Regions from separate parts of the Mus musculus genome. Here region 2 is linked to region 1. The links are chromatin contacts, called in public promoter capture Hi-C maps. All regions are on one chromosome and are shown on one strand. The core of a region is the stretch at or near the end of the contact, and the rest is flanking DNA. Distances in the headings are between cores, read along the strand shown. Region 1 holds the start of Lao1 (L-amino acid oxidase 1). Region 2 holds the start of Tmem269 (transmembrane protein 269).

The links. Promoter capture Hi-C pulls out the DNA fragments that hold promoters and counts their contacts.
Region 2: a promoter capture Hi-C map of neural stem cells shows a contact between it and region 1. The contact joins the promoter of Tmem269 here to the promoter of Lao1 in region 1. A contact is called at or near these places in 11 of 39 promoter capture datasets (embryonic stem cells, fetal liver, liver and 4 more) and 2 of 9 other capture datasets (adipose tissue and liver).

The regions. Positions count from the first base shown.
Region 1 is chr4:118,960,328-118,963,271 of GRCm38.p6, reverse strand. It overlaps Lao1 (L-amino acid oxidase 1), which reads right to left and starts at 1,305. Exons shown (of 7, transcript NM_133892.4): 1 at 1,243-1,305. The coding sequence starts at 1,273. The region is part of intron 1 of Gm12865 (a long non-coding RNA gene); the gene reads left to right.
Region 2 is chr4:119,216,773-119,219,472 of GRCm38.p6, reverse strand. Tmem269 (transmembrane protein 269) reads left to right here and starts at 1,256. Exons shown (of 7, transcript NM_029198.3): 1 at 1,256-1,370; 2 at 2,290-2,361. The coding sequence starts at 2,295.

The DNA of each region.
Region 1 (2,944 bases), core at 56-2,555:
GCTCATCAGTGACTGTAAAGGATTGGGGCTGTATAGACCTGTCAGTTAGTGTGTGGGAGTGTGACCGCAGTTTGCATTTACTTCGTATGACTGCACAGTCCGAGACTGTGTGTGAGGGATGCGTCTGTGGAACGGCATGGACGCCTGGGTGTGACTGAGTCTGTATGGGAAGGTGAGGTGGATGGAGAGCTGGATTTAGTGTGAGGAGGACGGGATAGGTTCCTCTGCTCGAGTCTGAGGGAGAAATGTGGGTGCTTGTGTAGGTTCTGTGAGTGTGTCTGGAAAGTGAAGCTGTGTGGGGAAGAGAGTTGGAGAGCAATGATGAGGGAGAGGGAGGGTGTGTCTACTGGTGAAAAGGTTCCCTTCTCCTAGCAGGAGTGAGGAGTGACCTGTGGGAAACAGGCAGTCCTTAAAGTTTTTTCTTTTCTTCCAGCCTCATCTATGGTTTCTCAAAGTTCCCTTCTCAAAGTATCGCACACGATATCAAGATTAGAACTCATCACTCTGACAGTTAGTGACAACCATATAACATGTCTTGAGTGGCTTGATTTTCTTGCTCACAGCTGGCCTTGTCTGACAGGAAGGGATATTTGGTTCCCTCGGTGTCCCCTGCTCTTAAGTGGTCCAGGCGAGGACTGTACACCCTGAGCACCATGTAGAAGCTGAGCTTTCGGCTGGTAAGAACCCCCTTAGTGTCTTTGTAGCATAGAGGCCACTGAAACTCCTTGAAGGACTAGGACTTTTAGGGACCACAGGCTGAGGAGGCACAGTAGTCCTGTCCTAGTGCCAAGACAGCTTTCCATTGGGGACAACTCATTAGAAAAGAGGAGAGACATTACCAAGCCCAAGGGAGGGGGTCACTAAGTCTCAGCTCCCCCCTTCCTTCACCCCACTCTGCCTCGACCTTCTTATCCAGACCTTACAGTTCCCCCTGAGCTGTCAACCAGCATTTGTTTCTTGGCCCCTCTGCTCTTGCCTTTGAACGGATCCAACCCCTGACCCCTCCTCCAGATCCATCTCCACGGAACTCGTTTTCAACATCCTGAGCCATCCCCAGGTAAAGCTGAATTCCTGCCTCAGTTCTAACTCTCTTTACTCTGATTTGGTCTTCAGCTGAGACATCCTCAGACCTACACCCAACCCACTGACCCATGTCCCTTTCCGACCCAACACCTATGCCTGTTTCAGTATCTAGCCCTTCCTTGCTCAGTCTCTTCCAGACCTGGAGGAGGACCCACTTACCACTCTTCTTGGCCATGGTCCTGAAACTCATGCGGAACTCTGAGCCTCTCCTCTTCTCTTTATGAAGAAGCAGCACCTCTCTGGCAATATTTGGCTCTTATCCCACCAATCGGTCTCTGGCCCTATTGACTCAGCCAAGCAAGGTGGCCCTGAACCAAGGCCTGACCCGTCAGGTGGGATGACAGTAATAACTGACCTCACCTTCCCCTCACTTTCAATCCACTTTCCCCCTGACAGTCTCTTCTAGAAAAGCCCCTCTCCCAGCTCTCCTGTTGCTAAGGAGCAAGAGGGGAATGGCAGTAGGTGGGCCATTGTGAACTTGCTGTAATCACTCTGGGAAGGGATGAGGGTTGGGCGGGACATCTGGTCTCTGAACTTCCAGCACAAGCCAGAGCTCCTGACTGCCCACAATACAGAATGCCTGCTTCCCCCTGGCTGGTGCACCATGCTACTTTATTTCCATGTCTGTTTGGGATAGGGATCTGGTCAGGAGTTCCTGTACAATAATCATGCCTCATTGTCCCTCTCCCTCGAAGGCTCCCAGGTAGGCAGAGGTCTCTAGCCTGGCCCATTTCCAGCACAGAGCATTTTGTGCTGCTTCCTCTGGGACCTCCAGGGCTTCCTTTAGACACAGTGTACTTCCCTGGCAGTGTACTTCCTTCCCTTAAGGAATGGAGCCAGGTAACTGTTCTGCCAAGACTAGCTTTTGTTCACAGGCTGGCTGGCAAGCCAAATGAACAGAAAGTCTGCACCCAACCCGCAGTGTGGGAGCTGGTGGGGAGGAAAGGAGTAGGGGAAGGTAGGGCCCAGAACTAGGATTCTGGCACCAGGTGGTATGGGGGAAGGGTAGTAGCCACAGAGCTGATAGAACTGGCTTGAGTCCTGCTTTGTCCTGGAAGACTTGTGTGTCTTGGGATACAGAATTGAACCTTTTGTTTTTATTAATTAATTAATTTATTGTATATGAGTACACTGTAGCTATCTCAAACACACCAGAAGAGGGCATCAGATCCCATTACAGATGGTTGTGAGTCACCATGTGGTTGCTGGGAATTGAACTCAGGACCTCTGGCAGAGCAGTCAGTGCTCTTAACCACTGAGCCATCTCTTCAGTCCCAGAATCGATACCTTTTGAACTTGGGTTTTCTTTTTTTTCTTTTTGGACTATGACATTTTCTACTTTTTATTGAAGAGAAGAAATGAGACTAGAAACAATATCACCTTCCTCTCCCTTCCCCCCACACATGAAGTATACATCCCAGGATCCCTGTTAGATGTCTAAAAAAGCAGATAGTACCACATTCTAAAATGTATTTTTTGATGAAGTTTAATTTATGAATTAGGCACAGTAAGAAACTAACAAGATGAGGCAGGAGAGATGGCTCAGTGGTTAAGAGCTCTTGTTGTTCTTCCAGAGGCCCTGAAATTACCTAGCAATTACATGGTGGCTCACAACCATCTATAATGTGATCTGATGCTCCCCTCTCTCTCTATGCAGATAGGGCACTTATACATAAAATAAATAAATTTTAACAACAACAATAATAAAACAGCAATTATAACAAAATACTATGATAAAATTGCAGCATTACTAGCCTTATACTTCTGGGGTGCTATTAAAAACAATGATGATTTATACACAATTTGATCACCATGATGGCTATCAAATGACTAATAGGTGAGTAGCATATACAGTGAACAA
Region 2 (2,700 bases), core at 7-2,506, 260 kb before region 1:
ACGAGTGGTGGCGTTGACAGTAGATGAACTATTAAATCCACCATTTCCTTGAGTAGAACAAGGCTGGATATGTGGCAAGGTCAGTCTAAGGCCCAGGTAGACCCTGTGCACAGCCTCAGCCCATTGTGTCGTCAGATGGCCTCTGGGCTCATGCTAGATGCCTTCTCCCTTGCTGATTGTGGTGTCACATGGCCTTGTAGCTCCACCCTTTCTGTTGCATATTCTCTGGGTCCTGGATACTGTTGCTGCTTCAATTTAGCCTCAGTGTGGCGTGGATGTGGGACAGCTGAGGGTGGACCCTACCTAGAATATTATCCAGTACTGTTGTTTTCTAAGGTTATGGGTGGTGCTTCACACCCTTCAGTACTTGGGAGACTGAGGCAAGAGGATCACATGAATTCAAGGCTAGCCTCAGCTACATAGTTTGTCAGCCTGGTCTACAGTGGGGCCGTGTCTTAAAACAAGAATGAAACAAAAAGGGTTTACTGACCCGTGTGGTGGTCCATGCCTTTAATCCCAGCACTTGGGGGACAGAGACAGGTAGATCTCTAGAGTTTGAGGCCAGTCTGGTCTACAGAGCAAGTTTCAAGACAGCCAGGGCTACACAGAGAAACCCTGTCAGGGGGCTGGAGGTGGGGGAAGGTGAGTCTTCTATAGCATACTATCCATTCAACTGCTCCATCTAGAACCTTCTGGAAGGCTTTCATCCTTGCTCAGGGCCTCCCTCCCTCTTGCGATTCCTCTCACACTGGCTGCCTCTCCATTCCCTGATATAGCCTCCATCTTACTTCTGTCCTTTACAGTGACTTTCTGAAAGAACATGACTTAAAAAACATTGTCTTCATCTTGGGGCCTTACTTCCTCAGATCTTCATCTCCCTGAGAAATATTACTATATATTTATACCACCTTTTAGGTACAAAAACCCGGGCCTATATAAGGCCCTACCTGCTTGGAGCTGACACTCAGGGGCTCCTCACGATGTTGATCCCAGCCTGCTTTTTACAGTCTTCACCTCACTCCCCGCTGATCTCTAACCTCAGGCACTCAGCAGCAGAAGTCTGCACGTAGCAGAAGCCCGCGGTGAGCCCAGGGTGGCTCTATCCAGGTCCAAGTGGGTGGAGAAAGCAGGCCCCTCCCCTAAGAATCCTCCATGCTCCGCCTCTTGCCGCCCACCGCAAGAGCTGTCAATTGAAGGCCTGGTGCCTCTGTCCAAAGACTCTGCAGCCCCTCCCCTGTCCTCTGGATTGTGAGCTAAGAGCCAGGTTAAGAGGCTGGACCCGCATCGATGCACCCTCATCTGGGCTGAACCCTCTGCCTCAAAAGGCAGCGGGAAAGCCTCAGCATCACCTAGGAATGTTTGATCCCCAGGTAAGCATTCCCCACTGACATAGAGAAGGTGGGGTGAGAAAGAGAGACAGGGACATCAGGCCAGCCAGTGCCTCCTCATCTGACAAAATTGCGTTTAACCGGGTTACCCGGACAACCTGCGGGAGGCTGGCGAGAGACTAGTGTGTCCTGTTCTCAAGAGGCCAGGTCTGTGCAGGAGCTGGCCTCTGGCCTCTGGGGAAGGGGTGACAGTGTGTGCGATGAGGAAGGACAAGAGACACCACTGCTGGAAAGTACAGCTTCATTCTCAGCGGCCTCTCATGCTGCCTGAGGAATGCTCGTCATCCCTCAGTTCACGGTCTAGAAATCCACAGTCATGAGAGCTCCCAGGTCCCGCTGGGGCAGGTTCTCACCCACAGCTTCCGTTCCTCCCCAATCCATTTTATTCCCACATGGGGTGGGCCCACAGTCACCTCTGGGAGGGCCCCAGCTCAGACTTCCCCAACTTTACCTCCAGTCTCCCATGTCTTGGGAACTAAGACTTGCTGTATTTCTAATTCTCTTTGGCAATCACACCCATCCATCCATCCATCCTGGTAAATGTCACCACATGGGTGAAATTCTCCCTTCTCCTTGGTTGCCCCAGACTCGGTCTTTGCTTCCTGGTATACCCAGGGAGGCTGGAACATGCCTAGTCGCACATAACACATGTCTTCTCAAGAGCCTGACATTCCATCAAGACTGTATCATCCGAAGTTGGCACATGGATCTTGTTCTACTTACCCAAATACGCAAAGCATGGCACAGGGAGGGACTGGAAGATGAGATGAATAAATGATAAGGGCTGAGCAGTTGCCTGGTGTGCTGAAGGGGCTTCATCTACAATGGCTTTAGAGCCAGTGCAGCAAGAGGGCCTAAGTGGTGTACTATATGAACTAACATAGAGCACTTTTATTGTCAGGCCTCATGCTTGGCACAGGAGACCCCAATCTGCACTCAAGTTGCATCCTCTCTAGGAAAAAAGGAAGACAAGGTAGGCAAAGTCAGTAAAGAACACCATGTTTTACACAGTGAGCACGAGACGTCTTCCAAGATGAGAGCACTTACAAGGTCTGCAGGCATCACAAGGCTCCTCAGAGAGGACCAATCAAAGACCCAAGGAAGTACCCAAGAGAGGGGTTTCAGTGGGGCTGGAGAGTGGGAGCTGGAAAGCTTGGCAGGGCTGGTGTGGGCCAGGACTCTAGACTGAGGAATTCAAGAAGCTGGCATATGACCAAATCTACTCCCTCAGGGCAGGGCACCAACCAGCTTCAGCTGTTTCCCTCCTCTGAGCCTCCCCCAGGCAGGGCGACCCCAGCCTGTGCTCCCGTGG